Linked DNA regions of Rattus norvegicus: region 2 is linked to region 1. A link is a contact called in public HiChIP or PLAC-seq data. All regions are on one chromosome and are shown on one strand. The core of a region is the stretch at or near the end of the contact, and the rest is flanking DNA. Distances in the headings are between cores, read along the strand shown. Region 1 holds the start of Sos1 (SOS Ras/Rac guanine nucleotide exchange factor 1). Region 2 holds the start of Morn2 (MORN repeat containing 2).

The links. HiChIP or PLAC-seq counts read pairs in DNA pulled down with a chosen protein or histone mark.
Region 2: an H3K27ac HiChIP or PLAC-seq map of oligodendrocytes shows a contact between it and region 1, with 9 times the contacts expected there. The contact joins the promoter of Morn2 here to the promoter of Sos1 in region 1.

The regions. Positions count from the first base shown.
Region 1 is chr6:20,282,032-20,288,005 of GRCr8, reverse strand. It overlaps Sos1 (SOS Ras/Rac guanine nucleotide exchange factor 1), which reads right to left and starts at 1,889. Exons shown (of 22, transcript NM_001100716.1): 1 at 1,790-1,889. The coding sequence starts at 1,876.
Region 2 is chr6:20,473,122-20,479,118 of GRCr8, reverse strand. Morn2 (MORN repeat containing 2) reads left to right here and starts at 1,636. Exons shown (of 5, transcript NM_001126086.2): 1 at 1,636-1,732; 2 at 5,069-5,122; 3 at 5,414-5,545. The coding sequence starts at 5,108. It also overlaps a transcript of Dhx57 not described here.

The DNA.
Region 1 (5,974 bases), core at 640-3,139:
TCTGATGGTGAAAATGTATGGCAAGTCCATCTCTAATTCAAGAAAAAAATAAGAACTCAGATTGTATGTGACATTTCTCATCTTTTTTTTTTTTTTTTCAGAGCTGGGGACCGAACCCAGGGCCTTGTGCTTGCTAGGCAAGCGCCCTACCACTGAGCTAAATCCCCAACCCCGACATTTCTCATCTTAAGATACTGGCAACTGATTACATAAAATGAAAAACAAAACAACGAACAAAAAGACCCAGAATGCCAGCCACACAAAATAGGTTTCTGCGAGGGCCACCCATGAGGCAGGTTACAGTAGTCTGCCAACTTCTACAATGCTCTTCCTACCACTCCAAAGGATCCTCAAGTGATATTGTGGAGGTCTCCTTAGAATAGGAGCTACCTGCTTTTAAGCCGAATACCTCAAACTGGTAATGTTCTGTGAGAGCTTTTGTACATATAAATCAATTTTTCTGTCTCATCTTGTCCTGTCAAGATACCAAACTTCTAGCGTCATGAGGCATACTTCTCCAATTCTACAAACTAAGCAGGCAAGTGTGCAGGTAAAGCCAAGGTAAAAATGGACTGAAGCCTCATGGGATCTCTAATGAACAAAGTATGCACAACGAGGTGACCTCTTTGATTTCCTTAGAAAACCTAGAGATTTGTAAGACATTTGAGGATAAAAACCAGTAACCCAAGTCTGAAAAATAAAAGCAAAGTCTCCCAAAAAAGCAAACAGTTTTCCAGCATAAGATACCAAGAGGGGAAGGGGAGAACAGTGCAAAGGAGAAACTAAAAGGTGCTGGCCTCTGTGGAGTATGAAAACACTTTCTGGTTATAGAAAAGCTCTGCATGGTACAGCAAACTCTGTACTCAATACTCAGTAGTAACAAAACTGTATTTTAGCAAAGAGAGCATGAAAATCATCTGAGCAACAAGAAATCGAGATTAAAACTCCTGGAAGAGTAAAACAATCTCTACAGGTAAGGCAAATAAAAACAAAAACCAATCTGGTTTTAAAAATCCATTCAAACACACCTGTTTCAGATGTCTTGGTACAAGCGTTGCTTTAGAAGCTTTCGAAATGTATCAACAGCCACGGATAACTACTGGCAAACATAAATTCAAAATGCCAAACCAGACAGTTGCTTTAGAAGCTTTTAAAATGTAGCAAATAATTTCCAAATAATTTACTTCAACCTCTGGCAAACTCAAAGACACAAAGACTAAAGATGCAAAACACCAAACCAAACGAGGTTCGAAGATTCTCAGCTACTTCAAAAGAACCAATCTGAATACAGTGGCATGTGCATCACTCCTGTAATGGGAGGGGGGAGGGTGTCAAGAGAACGGGGAGTTATGACTGAGGACGAGCAAAACCAAGCAGGCCATGTTCTTACTGGCAGGCAACCTCGCAATTACTTAGGCAAGCACTGTGGCCAGGGCACTTTCGAGCCAGTGAGAGCCCTGGACTCCTAAAACGAGAGACTGACCGCAGCTCGGTAAGATCGAGAAGGTAGGCAATGGCCTTCTTTGACCTCCACGGAAAACCGAGGCTCCTCCAACCCTCGCCTCGGTGCTTGGATGATCCAGACCAACCCTCCCCGACTGTGTGCGGCCTTCCCACGCACCCCGGGCGAGTGTCAACAGCTGGAGCAGCGGACGCGGGGAACCTCACAGCCTGAGCAGACCTCCCCGAGACCCGAGACCGGGAAGAAAGACCGCGGTGGCGCCCCGCCTCCCCGCCCTCACCCGGCCCCGAGCGGACTGGGGCCGGGAAGCGGGTTCCGCGCCCCTACCTTTTTCAGCGCAGGCACCAGCAGCCCCCGCCACTTGGGCGCGTTCTCCTCGCTGAAAAACTCGTAGGGCAGCTGCTGCGCCTGCATGGTGCCTGCGGGGCGCCTCGGGACGGACGGAGGGGCGGCGGCTCGCGGCGCGGAGAAGGGCCGCAGCCCGCGCACAGCCCGGCCCCCTCGGGGCGCCGCGCGGCCCGGCTAGCGCTGGCGAGGAGTCTGGGGGGCGAGGCCCGCGGCCGGGCACCCACCGGACACGCGCGCCGCTCGTCGAGAGGCAACGCAGCCCGGCGGTGGCGGCGGCGGCATCCCGCACCACCGCCCCGGGGCAGGCCCCCCGCTCCGCCCCGGGCCGCCCTCCGCCGGGGCTGAGCTCCCCCGCACGGCCTGGCCCTCCGAGAGACGGCGCGTGGAGGGACGCTCGGGCCGGTGGCGCCCGCTCGCGGGCGGGGAACTCAAGCGAGAGGCCCAGAGCGGGGCGGGCCGGGACCGGGATCGGGTGAGGAAGGAGAAGGGCCCGAGGTCGCTGCCGGGGAATCCGGCCGCTCGGCCGTCGTCGCTGCTGCTGCCGCTGCCGCCGCCGCCGGTGTAGCGCTGGAGCTTCCTACTAGCAAACTGAACCTGCTCGCAACTGAGCATGCGCCAGCGGCCCAGGCCGGTTCGCTCCGGGTTTTCCATCTGCCCGCGGATGAGGAGGGGTGCGCGCCAGAGGCTGGGGAGGGCACTCGCAGAGGCGGGGCTGAGGGACCCTGAAAGCGAACCCGCGACCCGAGAAAGTGTCTGGGTGTGGGGGCCTGCGAGCAGGCAAAGCGCCCCCTTTGTGTGGTCCGGCAGGCGGGGAGCCCATCCAGTTCTAGGAGATCCTAGGCCCTGTGTTTTAGAAAAGGGGTGTGTGTACTTTGTTCCCAGCACGAAGATAAGGAGTGCCCTGAGCATGCACTGTATACTAAACAGATTGCACAAAAGATAGATTCCTCTCACAAAAAAACGACTGCTCAGGGTTTGTCTGGTGGGAGGAGAGACTGCTTTTTTCCATCTGCCTTTCCATGCCATGAGAACGGATACGTGTAGTATTTATTGATCGTGTGTCTACTCAAACCCACGAGCTTTTATTTGTGGATTTAGTCGTCCTGCTTGGGATCTTTCATAGCTTCAACTGGATAATTAGCTTCTGGAAGACAGAGATTCCCCCCCCACCCCTCACCTCGCCTTGGTACTCGACCCAGAATAGAGACGTGAAAATTGCGGAATGCTATAAAAGCAGTATCTATGAATTGTCCTTCCATCGTGAGGATGGAGATGCTTATTATAGTGGCACTGTGCAGCGCTATGGCACATTGTGCCTTATCATTGAACTCTTTCTGAGTACAGCGTTGTTTTAATTCTCAGTTTTCATTTCATAGATGACGAGACAGTTGGAAGAACCAGCCTGGGTTCAAATTGACATTAGGTCTTGCTGTTTTGAAGTACAATAAACAAGATCTCACAGAAGAAAAAATGTTTGAAACCACCATCTTTTAGACCACCTTATAGGGTCTGAATGAAATCTTCAAGTCTTTCCTTTTATAATGCATACACGGATTTACATCTTTTTAAAAATTCCCCTCATTTTAAACGGCTCAACAACAGTTTGAAGTCCATCCATTGACCATCAGAGTAATAAGACAGCAGAGCAGGCCTGTTGGTGAAATGACTCAGCCAGTAAAGGGTACCTGCAGCCAAGCCCGAGAACCCGAGTTCTGTCTTAGAGACCCACGAGGTGGAAGCAGAAAAACTAACTCCCAAAAGTTCTTCTGGTCTCTACACGTGTTCAGTGGCGGGTGTGTCAGACACAAGATAAATATACTTTTTCAAAAGAGAAAAGCAGAGGAGTGATAGCTTAGGAAGGAGTTAGAAAAGGAGTTTCAGAGGACAACTGATATATCAGTTATTTTCAACAACAGGTTTATGTGGTCTCAAATGACTGAACCAAATCAACTATTATAGAAAACTGGTCCTTGGCTTCTCACTATTAAAACACATTTCAAGCTTCAGGCAGTAATGTAGCCACTGATCCCAGCCCTCAGGAGAGAGGTAGAGGCAGAGGAGCAAGGCCGATCTCAGCTGCATGGTGACCAGCCAGGGCTACATGAAATGCTATCTCAAAATCTAAAGAACACACACTTCAAAGTTCTGCGCAAAGCTACGAATCTGGCACCTACTTAAAACAGTCTTAAGGTTTTCTCTCAGTTGTTAATCATGGTTCATCAGGCTCTATCACTCTAACCTATTCCCAAAAAGCACCACTCTTGTTTCCGTGGTTCCTCCCAGTCTGGAGTGCCTAGGTGTTCACATGGGTAGTTCTAAACATCGGACATCCAAGAAGCCTATTCTGATCAGCCTAATGAACTACCATCCTGTATAACTCTATCCAAACTCTCAGTCATGTATTTGTGAACTCCCTTCACTAGAATATAAATGCCCCCCCCCAAAAAAACCCTAACATTTCCCAGGATTTATTACATATGCACAGCAGGAGGCATTGCTTTTAATGGCATCAAAGTTGCATAGAGGAAACTTGCAGTAAGAATACATAGGTGTGGGGTTGGGGATTTAGCTCAGTGGTAGAGTGCTTGCCTAGAAAGCGCAAGGCCCTGGGTTCGGTCCCCAGCTCCGAAAAAAAAAAAAAAAAAAGACTACATAGGTGTAGTATGACAGGTGTGCAAGTCTTTAATGCCAGCACTTGGGAGGCACAGACAGAAGAATCACTTTGTTCGAGGTCAGCCTGGTCTATATGGTGAGTACCAGGGCAATCAGAGCGACATAGTGAAACCCTTTCTCAAATAACCAAATAAATAATCCATAAAGGAAAATAGGTGATCTTCGAGAATGCGCGAGCGAAATCTACATGTATTCACTTCAAGATATCAAAGAGCATTAAGGTATTGGTAACTAAACTCCAAGATTCCCTTGCACTAGGAATCTGATTTAAGTACAAAGGGAGCAAGCCCTAGGAACATGGATTGTCAAGTTTAGCGGCCAGGTCAGGTTTTCACCAGTGTGAAATTCTGGCTGCAGACTAAAAGCAAATGGATCAAGGGAAATTGCTTCCTAGCGGAGTAGCAAGAAGGGTTAGCCAGGGCAACTAAAATCGCGGAGCTGTCGAGCCTCTACCAAATGTCTGCCTACATCTCTTAGGACAAAAGCAAACACCTAGACCAGCAGATAGCAATGCGAGGCAGGAACTCGTCATTTTCACGCACAGGGCCTTCGACTTGCGGCGCAAGCGCAGACGCTCCCCTTGGCGCCACTCCACGGTGCTAGGCAGCCTCACTGCCAGAACGGAGGTGACGCACGGGGGCGCGTCTGTACTCACTAGTCGCAACCCTAAGCGAAGCGTTCAGGCAAAGTAGTCGAGTTCCGAGCTCATCCGACCTGGAGCGTCAAGGGAAGGGGCGGGGAGGACGCAGGGCCCCGACCGCGCTCGCTCCCTGCAGGTGAAAGGGTGGCCCGGCTAGCCGGGACAGGACCACCTGCTTCCCTCCATCGCAGCCACAGTAACCTTAAAGCTGGTGTGGGATCTAGGTGCTTTGCTGTTCCAGAGTATCCACTAGCGTCGCAGGAGAAACTCAAAGGTCCTTAACCTGATAATCGTGGTTTTGCACAATCGTATCTCTACTTCAAATACACCCCTCCTGCTGGCCTCCCTCACCTATCACTGACCCATGCACGTGCTGTTTGTTCCAAGTGTTTGGCATACCCGTTCGTCTCCAGTCTGTGCAGCACTGTCCCGCCTCAGATCCCCCTGGTACTCTAGGAACGTTCACGTAGTCTCCCCGACCCCACCCCAAAGCTTAAATATCATGTCTCTACAGTTCTCAGTCCATGTGCAAGATTCCTGTCCTTGAACTTCAGGGTCTCACAGGCATTAGAAACGGCAACTTCATTTACATTAATGGCCTCCTTCTGAAGCATATTCAACTGCATTCTTTGATTCATTCTTTTTTCTCAACCCGCACCTTCAGTTCCACTGTTTCAAATAGTCCTCAGAAAACATACCAGAGGAAACACGGATTGAAAAGAGCACTGGATACCTAATAGTTAATACTCATTCCTTAACTCCTCATCCTCTCCATTGTCCTTTCTCTTCCCACTTTGCCAAAGTAGTAGGAGGCAGGGTAGATACAAGTAAAAGAAATGATCAAAGAGTAG
Region 2 (5,997 bases), core at 387-2,886, 190 kb before region 1:
GCAATGGTGACATAGCCCTTTAGTCCCAACACTCCAGAGGCAGACAGATCTGTGAGTTGGAAGCCAATCTGGTCTACAGAGTGAGTTCCAAGCCAGTCAGGGTTACACAGAGAAAACTCTGTCTTAGAAAACAAAACCAAAACCAACCAACCAACCAAACAACAACAACAACAACAACAACAACAACAACATCTGATTATTTCAACTTCTCTCTAACCCCAGATCCTCATTAGATAAGAACAGAAGTCCAAACTACAAGTTCTCTAAAGACAGCAGGATATACACACACTCACAAAACCATAATGACATTAAATGATTAACATGTGACTGAAGAAATAGCACAAATTAAGTTCTCTAATGCTGTGCATCAATAATTACACACACACACACACACACACACACACACACACACACACACACACATCTCCTTCCCTCTCCTTTTCCCCCTCCCCCTCTGTCTTTCCAGACAGGGTTTCTCTGTGTAGCCCTGGCTGTCCTGGAACTCCTTTGTAGACCAGGCTGGACTCGAATTTATAGAGAGTCATCTGTCTCTGCCTTCAAAGGCATGCACTACCACGCCCTGCTGCATATCGTGTTTTTGTTTGTTTGTTTGAATGTAGGAAGAAAGGAAAACATACATCAAACATCTCACCACCCAAACCACCCAGCCGAGGTCAATTCATGGTTGAAAGAAAGGCAAGAAGATTCTGTACTGATTTTAAAACAGGTTGCCTCACACCAACACAGAAAAGGTTACATTTTCAACTTGAGCTGTGATTTTCACACAAAAATTTGAAACAAGATTATTGTATGCCGATTACAGCGGCATGCGATACCAAGTTCCCCAGATACCACATTCCCCAGACGTTTACTGTAGAATACAAATTAGACTGTATAATCCACAGGGGAGAATTCCACTATCTATCTAGCCTGCGAAGATTTCATCTTCTTCACCGTAGACACTGGATCTAAGTTTGGCTCTAAAAGGATCCTTTGTTTCACATCCAAGTTTGGCTCCCACGTCCAGCATCATCAAGCTGAGGTGATGAAAATGAACCCACTCCGCTTGCCTCCCAGGCAAACCTCTGACTACTATACATCACGCGGCTCCATTCAGATATCTAGTCATGCAAAGTTCCTTTCTTCAACATTCATCTTCTCCAACCCTCTCCCCAAATAGCCCCTCGGGTCGACACAGGGCCACAGACAGGAAACGGGGCTGGGGGCCCTTCCTATCCAACCCTGCTCGGAGCCTCGGGCGTGGACGACCTCGACTGCAGATCCCGGGGTCCCCAGGATCCTGTTGGTCCCGGTTCACTGGCCCGGAGCTGACAGACAGGACCATCGGGGCAGGACGGTCCTCGGATGTGAGCTCTGGAGAAGGGAGGCGGCAGGCAGGCCTGGCAACCTTGAACCCGCGCGGCCCCGCACACGCCACGTTAGGCCGTACCTGGCTCGTAGCGTCGCTGGCCTCAGAGCTCAGGAGGCGGCACCCAGGGTCGGGGTCCGGGCTGGGTTCGGCCTCCTTCTTGGACCTCACCCGCAGCAGCTGCCCCGCCCAGGCGTCTTCCGATTGGCCCCTTGCATGTTTGCTTCCGGGTGAGAGGTCGCCCGGTCGCCCCAGCAACCGAGGCCCGCTCTGTCCTAGCGCCCAGCTCCCTCCAGCCTGCCGAGCTGGCGAGCCTAGGGGAATCGCTGAGTCGCGAAAGCCTGTCCTACACGTCTCCATCAAGTGAGTGCGCTTCCTCCCAGGCCTCTAGGGAAGGGCGCCTTCACCTGGAGCCGATGGACCGGGAGCCAGCTGCAGCGTTCGCAATGGGGTGGAGGGCAGCGATAGCCCGGTGTCGGGGAATCCGGAGATATGGTCTGGGCCTCCGAGTCTGTCGTTGGTTCGCTGTTATCTCTGGATTTGTTTCCTTTATGGTGCCAGAACAATCGCAGAGATTCTTTCTAACTCACATAATCCAGAGATTTGAATGGGAAAACGTCACCCCTTTATTTAGAGAACATTTTATTAGTAATCGAACTCACACGGATAAGGCTTTACCTCAGTGAAGTAACCCCTGTGCAAATGGAAAAGAAAGTAGGCTTAATGTTTCTAGACCAATATGGCTGCTGATTTCTGTACAACGACAGCTCAACACGGTGAACCCGGGTGCTTCCCCATCCCAAACTTGAAAGCACAAATACAGTTTAAAAAAATTAAAATTAAAGGTGAAAATATCTATATAAATATATTTATAAATATGTATTAAGACAAATAATAGCAGTGTGCTATGCATCAATAACAACAGCTTTTCCAGGTCCTGTAGTCATAGGAACAAAATCGTAGATGTACAGCCTCACCTTAAAAACAAACAAACAAACAAACAGGCAAACACCACCAAACAACCAGAAAACAGGACAGGTCTGTGACCATTAGGGTACCAGCACAATATATATATACGTATATAAGTATATACATATACATATATGTGTGTATGTATGTATGTGTATATTATTTAGCTTTCAAATCATCTAGAAAGAAAACATCCTGAGTAATATTGAAACCATCTTTGATAAAGCTACCAAAGCATATCATGCAGCAGGTGGAAGATATGTTACATTCACATGATCCAGTGCTGCCCCATATTTGTAACACTAGAGGGCACAAAAGGCATTTGAGACTTCTCTCTCCTTTTTCAGCAGAGGGCCCAAACACTGGTGTGACACAGCTCTTTTTTTTTTTTTTTTTTTTTTTTATTTTATTGAGTATTTCTTATATACATTTCGAGTGTTATTCCCTTTCCCGGTTTCCGGGCAAACATCCCCCTCCCCCCTCCCCTTCCTTATGGGTGTTCCCCTCCCCATCCTCCCCCCCATTGCCGCCCTCCCCCCAACAATCTAGTTCACTGGGGGTTCAGTCTTAGCAGGACCCAGGGCTTCCCCTTCCACTGGTGCTCTTACTAGGATATTCATTGCTACCTATGAGGTCAGAGTCCAGGGTCAGTCCATGTATAGTCTTTAGGTAGTGGCTTAGTCCCTGGAAGCTCTGGTTGCTTGGCATTGTTGTACATATGGGGTCTCGAGCCCCTTCAAGCTCTTCCAGTTCTTTCTCTGATTCCTTCAACGGGGGTCCTATTCTCAGTTCAGTGCTGCTGGCATTTGCCTCTGTATTTGCTGTATTCTGGCTGTGTCTCTCAGGAGCGATCTACATCCGGCTCCTGTCAGCCTGCACTTCTTTGCTTCATCCATTTTGACTAATTGGATGGCTGTATATGTATGGGCCACGTGTGGGGCAGGCTCTGAATGGGTGTTCCTTCTGTGTCTGTTTTAATCTTTGCCTCTCTATTCCCTGCCAAGGGTATTCTTGTTCCCCTTTTAAAGAAGGAGTGAAGCATTCACATTTTGATCATCCATCTTGAGTTTCATTTGTTCTAGGCATCTAGGGTAATTCAAGCATTTGGGCTAATGTCCACTTATCAATGAAAGCATACCATGTGTGTTTTTCTATGATTGGGTTACCTCACTCAGGATGATATTTTCCAGTCCCAACCATTTGCCTACGAATTTCATAAACTCGTTGTTTTTGATAGCTGAGTAATATTCCATTGTGTAGATGTACCACATTTTCTGTATCCATTCCTCTGTTGAAGGGCATCTGGGTTCTTTCCAGCTTCTGGCTATTATAAATAAGGCTGCGATGAACATAGTGGAGCACGTGTCTCTTTTATATGTTGGGGCATCTTTTGGGTATATGCCCAAGAGAGGTATAGCTGGATCCTCAGGCAGTTCAATGTCCAATTTTCTGAGGAACCTCCAGACTGATTTCCAGAATGGTTGTACCGGTCTGCAATCCCACCAACAATGGAGGAGTGTTCCTCTTTCTCCACATCCTCGCCAGCATCTGCTGTCACCTGAGTTTTTTATCTTAGCCATTCTCACTGGTGTGAGGTGAAATCTCAGGGTTGTTTGATTTGCATTTCCCTTATGACTAAAGATGTTGAACATTTCTTTAGGTGTTTCTCAGCCATTCGGCATTCCTCAGCTGTGAATTCTTTGTTTAGCTCTGAGCCCCATTTTTTAATAGGGTTATTTGTGACACAGCTCTTTAAAAGACGTGCACTTTCTTAGATTTCCTTTCAGTAGTGTTCAAAGTATTACTCTCTCTCGAATATCAGCCACAAAACATTACTAAAAACAAAATAAATAAATAAATAAATAAATAAATAAATAAATAAATAAATAAATAAAAAAAATGGGAAAAATTTCCCCAAGATAAAACTGCACAAGACTGTACCCATCGAATGTGGAAATTTGAAGAGTGGTTGAGAACTGCTCCATTTCCTGTATGATCGATTGTGTTTAGTCGTGTCTTTCTTAGCCGGCATCTAATGGTTGTGTCTCAAGAGCCATTCATCCCCTAGATAAGCATTTTTCTGTCAGTAGTCAATCCTGAGTGAGGTGGTGAGAGGAGATCTAACTGCTCTATGGTGACTGTGACACGAGACAAACACATAGCATTGTTTTAATAGGACCCTGAGTCTGGGACTAGAGGAGTGTAGGGATGAGAAGAAATCAGAAAGACCGCAGAGAGGCCATATCTGAGCTAGGTAGCATCTACAGAGTTACACGTTAGCCTGCATGGCTTACATGGCTTCACCCTTTTAGTCAATGGGAAGAAGGAAACACTTGAGGTGTAAGCCATTTTTCTAAGGCCAGAGAAAGTGACAGAGCTGACTTAGCCCAATGTCAGCAAACACACCGCTGTATTCTGTTTCCAACCAAAGCAGACACGCACACTTCCAGGAGAGTGCAGCATGGTCGCTGGGCGCTGTAAACAGATTTGGTAATCTGATAAGCATCGCTAAAACATGGGCCACCGCCCAGCTAATAATAATACATTTATACAAATAAAATCTTATCAAATAAATGAAAATAGACCATCTAGGCAAGATAGCAGTATAAATGCCAGTGAGGAAGTGCTTGTGAAGAGAATTTGTCTGACTAGTGCTGAAAGCACATTTACTGTAGGTCTTGTGATATTAACCTATTTAAACTTACCTTTATTTTCTCCAATCTCTTAAAGCATCTTTAGAAGTGTTCAAGATAAAATTTATATTTCCCAATGGAGACACATACGGTAAGCATGCATTTTAATTACCTTTTCATATAGGAAATTTAGCTTGTTTTTACACTTGTATTGGTATATTATCCCACTTAAATAACAGACATCCTATCGGATGAATAGTCATTTAAGTCAAAATAGATTCTACCTTAAAAACCTGCGGAGTCTGCCATCTGACTCTTAGTTTTAGTCCTAGGAAGCTAGAAAACAAAAGACCAACCAAAACCCACATTTGGGGTGCAGGGCGGTTATGAATTGGCTTCAACATAACTGTTACATCCCCCTAGCCCACAGTCCTCATTTCAGAGTTCTGGGCTTCCTTCCTCACCAGACGGTGACTGCACAAGAACTGCCTCTGGGATCTGTGAGAGAAATGGGACAGGCACCCACACCACGCCTAACGGGATTGTCTACACAGGAAGCTGGAAAGATGACAAGGTATCCTTATCATCCATAGTTCTCGTAGTGGGTAAATAACCCTATGGACTAAGTGATTCCAAGCACTTCATTCCACTCAGAAGGACATTTATTAAAGCTGTAATCTCACTATGTAGGAGGCTAAGGCATGAGGAGCCCAGATTCCTGGGCTATGTGCAAGACCTGTGTTCAAACTAGAGTCTATAATGAAGATAAATGTTTTTACTTAGTGTCCATTATTCTACACATAATATTAATCTCACGAATAGAGCTAATATCGTTCTCAGCTTCCATTCATTGAGTAAAGCCAAACACATTAATTTTTTCCCTGTTTAATCTTCTTGACAATCTCATGAGAAAGGCACCATTAAACCTCCTTTTTTGTAGATGAGATAAGTCAGACTCAGGTTTCTTATAAAGTGGGAATGTGTACCTGGTCTACTTGAATACAAATTCACATTTAAGAAAGCATC